Regions from separate parts of the Mus musculus genome. Here regions 1 and 3 are each linked to region 2. A link is a contact called in public Hi-C and HiChIP or PLAC-seq data. All regions are on one chromosome and are shown on one strand. The core of a region is the stretch at or near the end of the contact, and the rest is flanking DNA. Distances in the headings are between cores, read along the strand shown. Region 1 overlaps Arhgap31 (Rho GTPase activating protein 31). Region 2 holds the start of Arhgap31 (Rho GTPase activating protein 31). Region 3 overlaps Tmem39a (transmembrane protein 39a).

Region 1 (3,829 bases), core at 794-3,293, 76 kb after region 2:
TGAATAATAAAACATTTTTATGGATGTTAAAAAATAGTTTATTACAAGTATAATTTTTTTTTAAATCAAAGCAAGGTTTCTTCTCGGTGTAGCGTTAGCTGTCCTGCAGCTCACTCTGTGAGCCAGACTGACCTTAAATTCACTGAGATGCACCTGCTCCTGATTCACGAGAGCTAAGGACTAAAGGTGTGTGCTACCACACCCGGATGCTTCAGTGCTTGCTTTTTTAAGACAGGGTCTCAGTCTACCTGACTAGCTTTGAACTCACAACTCCTTCTTCAGTCTCCCAGGTCCTAGGCTCTCAGGTGTCCACCACCATACATGGCATGTGGATCCCTTAGAATTTTATTGACAACATTTTTTTTTCTTGCTGGGGATCGGCACTGGGCCGCAAGCTTGCAAACCAATTGTTCCACACTGAGGGTGACTCTTAGGTCTGAAGTCCACGACACCGTAGCTGGCATCCAGAAAGATACTTAGGTAGGGGGAGTCTTTTTCATTTACAGAGTGCCTTAGCCTTGACCAGGGAAAATCTGGGCAAAATAAATGAATAAATTGTAGATTCTTCTCTCCTGATCTCAGAGAAACAAACACATGCACGTATGTCCACAGATTCACGGGACCCCTCTCTTCTCTGTCCCCATGAGTTACCTTTAGGTCCTTACAGTATTGGAGCGTTTCCCACTCTTCTTTGAAGAGATGGAACAGAGTACAGGGGCGCAATGGGCTGCTTTGAAAAATGTTGGTTCTCGGACTCTTGTGGGGTTTATCCCTGCCTAACTGAGGAGTACACTCGGGAGCTTAAATATAGAAATATTAAAACCATTTAAAAACCATATTTGGGGCCGGGCGTGGTGGCACACGCCTTTAATCCCAGCACTCGGGAGGCAGAGGCAGGCAGATTTCTGAGTTCGAGGCCAGCCTGGTCTACAAAGTGAGTTCCAGGACAGCCAGGGCTATACAGAGAAACCTTGTCTCAAAAAACCAAAAAAACAAACAAACAAACAAAACAAAACAAAACAAAAAACCATATTTGTAGCTTACAAGTATTTACAGTGTGAGGCAGTGCACGCATGTAAGGAAATGTTTTCTGATTTGACGTCAAACATAAACTGGAGCTGGTAGTTCAGGCCCATGAGCCCAGCACTCAGGAGAATGAAGAAATAATGACATCAGTTCAAGACCAACCTAGCCTGTATCCTGTTTCAAACAACATGGATCAAAGGGAAAGAAAACAAAGTAAAAGGAACGAAAGAAAATGGTGCAGACGCCTACTCTAGACCCAAATGGTCTTGGTGTGCCTGGAATCCCAACTGTGGACTGACTGCTTAAGACATTCACATGCTGGAGTGACACCTAAGAGTCACCACTAAGCCACCTAAAAAATAAACAGTTCCGCTAAGCGACAGAGAGATGGTTGAGTTAGGTCCACAAACCTTGGGTTTGAGTATCTGGTTAAAGGGAATTTGAGACATGACTGTGGAAATGTGGGATAAGACCTGACACTGTTCCCACCCCCTGCCTCACCCCACTTCCCAGTTTTGGGTCTCACCGCTAAAAAAAAAAAGACGGGGGGGGGGGGGCTACATTTTGAGTAATGCTTTAGAAAAACTGAAATCTCAGTAGACATTTTATATCCCCCTGGCCCCCCGCCAAGACACAGATACGGTGCCGTGGGGACTTCTGGACACAAATGAGTTTTCTGACGTCAAGTCACAAACGACTTCCAAGCAAACATCAGCCTCCAAAAGCGGTGTCTCTCCAATGGCCTTCTGGTGCCCGGAGTGGAGTGGAGGTCAGGCAGGACCCCAGGCACATCGGCAGTGGAGGCTCTTTTGACTCCTGTGCCTCCAAGCAGCTGCTGACAAGGATCCCATGGTCCCTGGGGTTGTTATGTCTCCATCTCTGTTGTTCCAGGCAAGAGTTTGGCTCAGATCAATGCCCAGATCTGACAAGGGAAGTGTACCTTCAAGACATCCACTGTGTGGGCTCCTTGTGCAAGCTCTACTTCCGGGAGCTGCCCAACCCCCTCCTGACCTACGAGCTCTATGAGAAATTCACGGTGAGTGTTTGGGTTTCTATTGTGGTTAGCGGGTGGGATGCACGGACCGGCCAAGGGCAGTTTCGACACTGAAATAACAATAACACAAGTCGCCAGCTGGTTGGCATTATCTTAGCATGGTGGTGGATGTAAGATGGCAAGGGAAGGAGAGTGGTCGAGCTGTTTGCTAACTGCTCCTTCCTTGAATTCTCAGAATGATGCTGTTTGTTTTGAGAGCTGGGTTAAATTATTTCTCTGCTTATCCAACTGAATGCGCCTCATTGTTCAGGGAGGAAACTGAGAACCAAAGAAGTAAAGTGGCTGGCCCAAGGTCACACAGCAGAGGCAGGGCAGGAATCTCAGGCCTCTGGTGCTTGCTATACATCGTGATGGTTCTCTCTCTTTTTTTTTTTTTTCCAAAAGAGTGTTCTTTCTGTGTTTGCCTGGGGGCTTGGGGGAACAGACCGGTAGGCAGGAAAGATAGAGTTCCCCCAACCCCACCCCATTGCAAACATCAAAAGACTTTATCAGAGAGCTACAAAGAGAAGAGAGAGAGAGAAAAAAAAAACAGCAAAGCACCTGGGCCAGGGGAAGAGAGGATGGGATAGCCAATGGGCTGCTGATGCAAGAGTGAAATAGCTGCACTGTGCTTGCTTGTATGGCTACCAAATGAGGCACCCGTGGGTGAGCAGAAAGGATGGCACAAAACACGTGGTTAAAGCAAATGTTAATGCCAGGCTTGACAAGGTAGCCGGGCGCAGAGTAACAAAGCCTGCAGCCAGGCTCTCTCTCAAGTTCAGATCCAAGCTTGTGATGTGTGTGTGTGTGTGTGTGTGTGTGTGTGTGTGTGTGTGTGCCCAGACAGGAGGAAAGGAGTGTGCAGGAAGTCGGGGAGGGCAACAGAACACATGTGACCCGAATGTAGAAAGAGGCTTTGGTGGGTGGAAGGGACAGAGGGACTGAAGCAGAGGGAAAGTAGGGAAGAGACAGGCAAGAACGGATCTTGTTGGACGTGTTATAGTGAAAGCTAATACCAAGCATGTTAATTTAAAAAAATTAATAGATTAAAAAAATTAAAATAGGACCACATGAGTTCAATTCCTAGCAACCACATGGTGGCTCACAACCATCTGTAAAGGAATCTGATGTCTCTTCTAGTGTGTCTGAAGACAACTACAGTATATTTATATACATAAAATAAATAAATCTTTTTTTAAAAAGAAAAGAAAGTCTTGGGAGAGTTGGAGTCTAGAAGAAACACACACCACAGATAACTTTTTAAGAAAAAATTAATTTTTTAAAGGCTTAAAAGGCAGCACTCAGAGAGCACCCGATTGCTCTTCCAAAGGTCAGGAGTTCAAATCCCAGCAACCACATGGTGGCTCACAACCATCCTCTCTTCTGGAGTGTCTGAGGACAGCTACAGTGAACTTACATATAATAAATAAATAAATAAATAAATAAATAAATAAATCTTAAAAAAAAAAAAAACTTGGGAGGCAGAGGCAGGTGGATTTCTGAGTTTGAGGCCAGCCTGATCTACAAAGTGAGTTCTAGGACAGCCAGGGCTACACAGAGAAACTCTGTCTCGGAAAAAAAAAAAAAAGGCAGCACTCGGGAGGCAGAGGCAGGCGGATTTCTAAGTTCAAAGCCAGCCTGGTCTACAAAGTGAGTTCCAGGACAGCCAGGGCTATACAGAGAAACCCTGTCTTGAAAAAAAAAAAAAAAAAAAAGGAAGGGTATTCAAGAATAGTATTTGTTTTGATGTATTAGCTCTTTTGTATAATA
Region 2 (4,241 bases), core at 1,697-4,196:
GGAAAAATGTTCTTGATAATAAATGGTATGGCCCGGATCCTATCTTGATAAGATCCAGGGGAGCTATCTGTGTTTTCCCACAGAATGAAGACAACCCATTTTGGGTACCAGAAAGACTCACCCGAAAAATCCAGACTGACCAAGGGAATACTAATGTCCCTCGTCTTGGTGATGTCCAGGGCGTCAATAATAAAGAGAGAGCAGCGTTGGGGGATAATGTCGACATTTCCACTCCCAATGACGGTGATGTATAATGCTCAAGTATTCTCTTGCTTTTTACCACTAACTGGGAACTGGGTTTGGCCTTAATTCAGACAGCCTTGGTTCTGTCTGGACAGGTCCAGATGACTGACACCATTAACACTTTGTCAGCCTCAGTGACTACAGTCATAGATGAACAGGCCTCAGCTAATGTCAAGATACAGAGAGGTCTCATGCTGGTTAATCAACTCATAGATCTTGTCCAGAAACAACTAGATGTATTATGACAAATAACTCAGCAGGGATGTGAACAAAAGTTTCCGGGATTGTGTGTTATTTCCATTCAGTATGTTAAATTTACTAGGACAGCTAATTTGTCAAAAAGTCTTTTTCAGTATATGTTACAGAATTGGATGGCTGAATTTGAACAGATCCTTCGAGAATTGAGACTTCAGGTCAACTCCACGCGCTTGGACCTGTCGCTGACCAAAGGATTACCCAATTGGATCTCCTCAGCATTTTCTTTCTTTAAAAAATTGGGTGGGATTAATATTATTTGGAGATACACTTTGCTGTGGATTAGTGTTGCTTCTTTGATTGGTCTGTAAGCTTAAGGCCCAAACTAAGAGAGACAAGGTGGTTATTGCCCAGGCGCTTGCAGGACTAGAACATGGAGCTTCCCCTGATATATCTATGCTTAGGCAATAGGTCGCTGGCCACTCAGCTCTTATATCTCACGAGGCTAGTCTCATTGCACGAGATAGAGTGAGTGTGCTTCAGCAGCCCGAGAGAGTTGCAAGGCTAAGCACTGCAATGGAAAGGCTCTGCGGCATATATGAGCCTATTCTAGGGAGACATGTCATCTTTCATGAAGGTTCAGTGTCCTAGTTCCCTTCCCCCAGGCAAAACGACACGGGAGCAGGTCAGGGTTGCTCTGGGTAAAAGCCTGTAAGCCTAAGAGCTAATCCTGTACATGGCTCCTTTACCTACACACTGGGGATTTGACCTCTATCTCCACTCTCATTAATATGGGTGGCCTATTTGCTCTTATTAAAAGAAAAAGGGGGAACTGTGGGAAGCCGCCCCCACATTCGCCGTCACAAGATGGCGCTGACATCCTGTGTTCTAAGTTGGTAAACAAATAATCTGCGCATGAGCCAAGGGTATTTACGACTACTTGTACTCTGTTTTTCCCGTGAACGTCAGCTCGGCCATGGGCTGCAGCCAATCAGGGAGTGATGCGTCCTAGGCAATTGTTGTTCTCTTTTAAATAGAAGGGGTTTCGTTTTTCTCTCTCTCTTGCTTCTTACACTCTGGCCCCAAAAAGATGTAAGCAATAAAGCTTTGCCGTAGAAGATTCTGGTTGTTGTGTTCTTCCTGGCCGGTCGTGAGAACGCGACGAATAACAGACAGGCAGAGGTGCCTCCAAACTAGAAGGCTTGTCTTGAAAGCCAGCCGCCGTGTCTTAACGTATGGCACTCCTTGTTTTACGAGAACGCACTTGTGGTATAAGCAGAGCTTCCTTCCCACAGGAGACGACAGAAATCCAGCTTTCTTACGGAGAAACATCTTAATTCTTTAGTGTTGGCTAAATTTTTTTTTAAACAATATGTTCCAAACAAAACACATCTGTAGGCCAAATTTGGTAGGCTGGCTATCAGGTTATGTCTGGACATAGAGAGAAGGTCAGAGTTCAAAGTTCATAAACTGCCATGATGGCTTTTAAGAGGAATCAGTAACTAAAATGCAACACATAATACTTTTGCCAGCTATATGAATGTACCTACCCTTCAAGCCTATATATGGATTTGAATGGATGCAGGAAGTTTAATCTAATCTTTGAGTTGTCAAGGCACAAGACTTTAAGTGTTCACTGTGTGCTGAGTACACACGAGTCAAGGAATTCCAACTAAAGCAGGAAAAACATGCCGGGGTGAAAACATACGCCTCAAGTTTTAAAACAACCTGGGAGACTGGCAAAATGTCAGCGCCCCTTAAATCTTGGTTTCTTTACTCAAATCTCTTGCAGTTAGTAAGATCGGGATGTGTGTGTGCGTGTGTGTGTGTGTGTGTGTGTGTGTGTGTGTGTGTGTGTGCCTGAACTTGAGTTTGTAACTAGAAATATAACTTCTTCCTGGGCAGTGGTTACAAAGCTGCACCTCTCTCTCGCCCGAGGGTATCCTAACCTCAGCGTGGGAGAGGAGACGTCTGGGCTTCAGGGACCGCAGACCCAGGCAAAGAGAGATGGGAGTGGCCAACGTAAAGGCTTTGCCGGTCAGGTTTCTGGAATCCCAGTCTTTGTTACTGTCACTACACTTAAGTGTCGACGGAGGAGAAAGGCAGGCACTGAAATAGAAAGTGTCAGGACTGGGATGACAAGGAGAGCAATTCCATGAGCACCCATCCCGAGCCCTCCCTGCAGAGTCCGGCGCCGCCTCCTGCGCTGTGCAAAGAGCCTGACTGGCGGCAGGAAGCGGGCGGGCGGCCGCGGCTCCTCGCGAGGCCGATTTCCTCCGGGACGGCCCTGGGCGATACTCTGGACTAGCAGAGCCACTTCGGGAGAGCGCGATCTCTCCCCCAGCCCGCGCAGCTCAACCCACCCACTTACTTCCTTCGACTGCACTCACAAACACACACACACACACACACACACACACACAGCTGCCAAAAATTTCCAACCTCCGCCCCCCTCCGGAGCTGACTTCCTTCCAGCGCTTCCTGAGCTGGACGATCCTGGGATTTGTAAGACAGGAAAAAAGGGACGGCGCAAGGGCGGGCAAGGGGACGTGATGCTGGCTGTTCGCGGTCCTCCAGCGCTCTGAAGGCAGAGCGCGGGCCTAGGGCGGAGCACACTCAGCCCCGGGGCGGTCCCCTAACCGCCGCGCCCCGGCCCCGGCTCCTCGCAAGGCTCAGCCGAGAAGCGCGGGGAGACGCCGCCGGAGCCCGAGTAGGGAGGTGACACCCGCCCGGGGCGGTGCACGGCCCAATCTGCGCGCCCATGCGGACCCGCGGCGCCGCTCTGCCCTGGTGACCCGACCCCGAAACCCTCATCAGCGGTGCGGAGCAGAGAGCGCAGACGGAGGGGCAGCCTCTGTGGGGCTAACTCATGAAGAACAAGGGTGCCAAGCAGAAGCTGAAACGAAAGGGAGCCGCCAGTGCGTTTGGATGTGACCTGACGGAGTATCTGGAAAGTTCGGGACAGGATGGTAATGTACCCCCCCCCCTTTTTTTTTTTTGTTTAAGAGCGATGGATTTCTCTTGGGGTGTGCTGGATGCAGTTCACAAGTTAATGTGTTCCAGGCTCGTGCGCTCACTGTACTTTAATAGGAAAAAAAAAAAAAAAAAAAAAAGACAGTTCTTAACCACATCGCCTCCACCCCACAGTGCAGGAGCTGGGTCTGTCCATCCGACGTGTCACAGGAGCGGTGGATGAGCAGTGGTGTAGCTGTGGCGTTTACTGGCCATTTCTGAGGCTGAAGCCCCGGGAGGGAGGCTCGGGTCTTAAACTTTGGGTATTGAAAGGGAAAGATGAGGGGGTGACTGACGTGTGGTGAATCTCTCTGGATGTATCATTGTGATCATCTTAAATGTGCCTCCTGTACTGGAAGGTTTCACCGGCTCACATCCTTTTTTATTAATGTGGTAGGAGGCAGTGTGCTGGGGGTGGGGCGGGGAATCCTGGCTGGGGGAGTGCTTGCACAAACATTTTCTGTATTTCTGAGTTGATGCCAAATATACAGTACCTCCCCCGACCCCCCCCCCACCTCACCACCACCACCCTTTACCTCCTCCTGCCTTTTCAGAGGGGCCTTTGGTGTGTCCTGCGAGCAGTGTGTCGTAAGAAGGTCAGAGGGCCTCAGCTTTAAAAGAGTTTAGGATATAGAAGAGCGTCTCTGGTTTTTTTTTTTTTAAGTCAGCTTGGAAAAAGAAAAAGAGGAGCCAGTGGAAACAGTTTAAACATTTGGTGGGTGGGGAAAAATGAAAACAAACTATACTGGGATAACACCGTCTTGGAGGGTAAAAGTTTTTAATATAGCAAA
Region 3 (4,105 bases), core at 792-3,291, 130 kb after region 2:
AAGTTATTCAGCAACACCATGGCTCAGACCAAAGATTAAGAAAGCTATTTCAGATTCTATAGCAAAGTGTAGTTAACAGTACTAGCAACCCAGAAACTGAACAAGTCATAAGGGAGGTTTTAAAATGTAACCGCTACTGCTAATAGGCAGGCTTCATTTATAACGTTAAATTTATCAGGATCTTTAAAAGCCTGCAGAGTCTCTCTCACTCTTGGAGATAAAAAGGCCGCCCTGGAAAGCCTTGCTCCTCCTGCCTCTACGAGTGCCAGGGTTACGGATGTGAGGAGTCAGGTTCTACAGGAATTTGAACGTTCTCACTTCACAGAAATGTTCTAAATTCATGGATCCTCCAGGGATTCTGATCAGAAAGGCACCAAGTCACTGTTACAGACAGGCCAGGTAAGGTATGCACAGGAGCTAGGGCCTTTGAGAAGTAGTCATTTACCTATGCAAACAACAATTCATCTTTCTTATATGAATTTGGCTTGATATTTTTCAGCTATGCAACACGAACAAGAAAACTGTAATAGCTTAAAGGGATAGCACCAGCCAAAATAATTCATTCACAATAACCTAGAGTCTCCACTGGCTGAATTAAATGCCTATGGAGAGAAATGCCATGGAGCTGTGACATCTTAAGGCGATCCCGAGAGTAGAGGAAAAGCCACTGTCTCCTTTTCAAGACCCTCTCCTCCTGCTCGTGTTCTTCCCCCTAGCAAGTATCTCCAGGCATCGTGCCCTTCATGCAGGTCAAAGGCTCTCAGGAACCAGGAAATCCACGGCCTTTCATAGGTAATCGGGAGGGACAGGAGAACCAGATGGAATTGTTTTAAATCTCCATTTTATTATAGAACTCAAAGATAATGCACTCGACCCCAGGTATTTTGATTAAATGTATTTTCTGCATATACCTTTTCCCTACCCACATGGGCCAGTCAGCTGCCCTTGCTTTACAAGTCAGATACTTCAGACCCTCAGGGCCAACAGTTTAACTAGATCACAACTCAACGCATAAGTCAAATGGGGCAGAAGTTGGGCTTAATGCCTGCTGCTTTTCCTCTTTTAAATTTTAACTTTATTACTTTCAAACTCAGGTAAACACTTAAAAAAGCCATTATTACTATATTAAATAGTACTTTAATGCACAGATCTTGTTTGCTTGTTTTTGAACAAGGTTGCTCAAGATTTCCTTGAGCTCTGGATCCTCCTGCCATCACCTCCCAAGTATTAGGATGACACTCACATGACACCATGCCAGGCCCAGATACAACACATGTGAAGGTCTCTTCTAAACCGAACTATTAACAAATTAAGCCTGTCAGGTGAAAAAGGAAGTCATATAATTGCCTAATTGTTTTAAGCAATAGTATATGAACATCAAGCTGCCTTTCCAAAGACATTTCTCAAGATCAAAGGCTAATGTCACAGTCATAGTAATAATTACCTATTATTATTATTAACTCCCTACTGTGCATCACATACCGTGCTAGGTGCTTACATACATACAGAGTGGCCTCCTAACACTTCCATAATTATGCTTGAAAATAAGTAAATGGTACTTGCATAAAAGCGGGCATGGGATACATCTGAAGGCACTGCTACATTGTAAGGTCCCATGGCTCGATATAAACATCTGCTGTGCCGCACCAACACCCCTTGAGGCCATATTGTGTTTTCTGACCAACTATGGGAAAAAGGAAAGCACTGTTAGAATACCGAGAATTAGGGAAGACAGCGTTCTGAAAGACCAGCTATGTTTCTATGAAGATCAGATTAAGCATTCACGGCTTCATCTGCCTGAGCTCTAGACATACATTCCACAGCCAAAGCCTTAGAAGTTAGAAAGAATTTCTTATGATAACTTCACTGCTATACAGAATGCAGCAACTACTGAGTGACTGGTTAGCTCAGGGTTAAAGGAGCTACAGGCTTGGAAGAATGGCCAGGCCAGAAAACCAAGTATTCAGAGGGTGACTTGTCACCTGGATCCCAAGGGAGCAATAAGAGGACACAAACAGGAAGCGAAAGCCAATGACAGCTAAAGCAGAGGAGAAATGAACAGCACTGCCAACTAGGAGCCATGTGCTGTATAATGGTACCCTAGAGAGGATCACTCTGCTGGTGTCACAGATGTGAGAAGCTACAGAGAACACAGACGCACACGGGTACTAACACACAGACTTTCCTCTTGACCGCTTTCTTGGTTTATTTCTATAGAGGTTTCTCTAAGGAAAAGAAATCAGGGAAGAAAAGGTTTCTTTCTTTCCAGCATCAATGTAATGGCATTGCAAAAGGATGGAAAGCTTCAAATTACAACCTTTTCCCATTTAAACGTAAGTTAACTCATCACTTCCTGACTTTGGAAAGGTTAGTTTCCTAGGGTAAGAACTGGGACAGCAGTTTAGATATGTTAAAAATAAAAATGATTCTAATGCCCTGAAGCTCTCCCAGTTTAGAACACGTTCCACCGGCCTTGGTCACACTTACCAGCGTTAAGGTGATGACACACCTCATGGCCACGTGCCACCAGTAGCCTGAAGATGGACAGTACTAGGACTGTGGGTTGTACTTTCAATTGTTATTGAAATCTGTCCTTTGCCCACATTCAGGTTTCTTTTCAGCCTGGCCCAATCTCTTTCAGTTCCTGGGCTTGAAGGCCTGTGCTAATCTGTATTAGACATCAAGGCAGATAATTGAAGGGAGAACTCTGAGGGGGAGAGGGGAGGGAAGGTCACCTCAATCTGTCCCATTTAATGAGGGGGAAACTGGTGGATGAAATTGTGAAATATTTAATTATAAAAGAGAGGAAGGTGAAGAGGGTCCATATTTGACGATGTTCCAAAACTGAGGGACAGTTCTAATAGGAGGCTCAGAGTGACAGAATGAAAGCATTTGGAAGCTAGGTATTTTGAATCCCAGAGGCCATACAAAGAAATGATTAATAAGGGTACACAATAAAAAGCCAGGAGTTTGCATTTAAGAATAGGAGAAAGAAGAAAACAGTACAAAGACTAGGAAGAAAACAAAAGAGTTATAGGCAAGAAAAATGACTATACCAGATCTGATTAATTAAAAAGGACTAAAGCAAATTCCAGCTGTGTGGGATGCTGAGGTAGCAACTATTCAGTTGTGGCAATGAAGATGTGAAAACAAACCTTAAGTCTTACAAAATAGTTTAAAATATATATGTACATACATGTGTACACACACATACATGGGCAAAACCGAAGTGAACGGCTGAGTATAATGGCCTCTAATGTAACTGGGCGGCTGAAACATGGACCCACTGGAGAAGGAGCTGGTGATGGGGGTGGAAATGAGTTAATGTCCTGCCTTGTTTTTAGTACTATGACAAACACCCACGTAAACAGAAACCAAGAACGAGAATGGCACACAGCATAGACATGACTAGCCTCGTGAAGAGAAGTGCTACATGGTTTAGCCTTTACCCTACTCACATGTGCTGTGGAGCATTGCTGTAGAACCCATGCTCCAACTTCTGCCACTTGCCCAGGTGAGCAGCTGATTTGTGTAGCAAGTCACAGTATTTGGATGGCAGCAGTTGCGTGGTGAGCATGACAAAAGCATTGATCCACACCATAATGAGGTGCTCACACGACCAGCGCATGTCGTAATACTGGGTACTCTGGAAGAGATCAGAGGAGAACCGATCCATGCACTGGCGGGAACAGAGGCAGGGAAGGGTGTGTGGACATACGCCCTGCAGACAAATGCCACACTGAGTCAACATGCACTGGTGGTCCTGATGTCCGTGCAGAGTCTTCCAAAATCAACCTGACCTGGCTGTACGAGTCAGGGCTGGGGGAGAGCAATTGTGTGAAGCTGCAGAAGTCCAGCTGCAGAGGTGCTTCTGAATGGGGGAAGGGACACTAAAATGGCCCAACGTGGTACCCAGACCACTTAGCTCTTCTATCGAAATAAATTAAGTTTAGTTGGATGGTTAGGTTAAATTCAAGGAAGCTTTTGAAAACCTGTTAATAACCACAGCAGTCTAAATTTTATTGACATTTTGGTTCTCTTAAGCTGCTACGTAATCATTCTATGTTAAGTTCAATCTTTACTCTTCCCAGTAACTTAAAAAAAC

Evidence for each region. A called contact is a pair of places that touch in the nucleus more often than the background predicts. HiChIP or PLAC-seq counts read pairs in DNA pulled down with a chosen protein or histone mark.
Region 1: a contact with region 2 is called in a Hi-C map of Th1 cells, with 5 times the contacts expected there. The contact joins the enhancer-like site here to the promoter of Arhgap31 in region 2. A contact is called at or near these places in 17 of 39 promoter capture datasets (the 3T3-L1 cell line, 3T3-L1-derived adipocytes, the C10 cell line and 10 more), 5 of 15 datasets of contacts at CTCF or cohesin (the NIH/3T3 cell line, embryonic stem cells, large pre-B cells and 1 more), 220 of 484 Hi-C or Micro-C datasets (2-cell embryo, 8-cell embryo, B cells and 123 more), 45 of 115 datasets of contacts at active chromatin or transcription factors (the 230-238 cell line, CD4 single positive thymocytes, CD8 T cells and 33 more) and 6 of 9 other capture datasets (adipose tissue, embryonic stem cells, embryonic tail and 3 more).
Region 3: a contact with region 2 is called in an H3K4me3 HiChIP or PLAC-seq map of the 230-238 cell line, with 17 read pairs. The contact joins the enhancer-like site here to the promoter of Arhgap31 in region 2. A contact is called at or near these places in 6 of 39 promoter capture datasets (the C10 cell line, cranial neural crest, hematopoietic stem and progenitor cells and 3 more), 1 of 484 Hi-C or Micro-C datasets (bone marrow-derived macrophages), 7 of 115 datasets of contacts at active chromatin or transcription factors (the 230-238 cell line, bone marrow-derived macrophages, cardiomyocytes and 4 more) and 4 of 9 other capture datasets (adipose tissue, liver, macrophages and 1 more).

What each region holds. Positions count from the first base shown.
Region 1 is chr16:38,635,130-38,638,958 of GRCm38.p6, reverse strand. It overlaps Arhgap31 (Rho GTPase activating protein 31), which reads left to right. Exons shown (of 12, transcript NM_020260.2): 3 at 1,918-2,062. The region is part of intron 4 of Gm36482 (a long non-coding RNA gene); the gene reads right to left. Among named protein-coding and RNA genes, the nearest start is that of Gm36482, 22 kb to the right of the region's middle. Within about 2 kb of position 2,043, at least 74 of the 459 cell types and tissues checked have an H3K27ac peak or open chromatin away from gene starts, as enhancers often do. A contact at or near this core is called in the C3H10T1/2 cell line, CD4 single positive thymocytes, CD8 T cells and 29 more, where this site is marked.
Region 2 is chr16:38,711,740-38,715,980 of GRCm38.p6, reverse strand. Arhgap31 (Rho GTPase activating protein 31) reads left to right here and starts at 2,946. Exons shown (of 12, transcript NM_020260.2): 1 at 2,946-3,407. The coding sequence starts at 3,308.
Region 3 is chr16:38,585,762-38,589,866 of GRCm38.p6, reverse strand. It overlaps Tmem39a (transmembrane protein 39a), which reads right to left. Exons shown (of 9, transcript NM_026407.3): 7 at 3,459-3,646; 8 at 1,564-1,684. Among named protein-coding and RNA genes, the nearest start is that of Tmem39a, 25 kb to the right of the region's middle. Within about 2 kb of position 2,041, at least 7 of the 459 cell types and tissues checked have an H3K27ac peak or open chromatin away from gene starts, as enhancers often do. A contact at or near this core is called in the 230-238 cell line and pre-B cells, where this site is marked.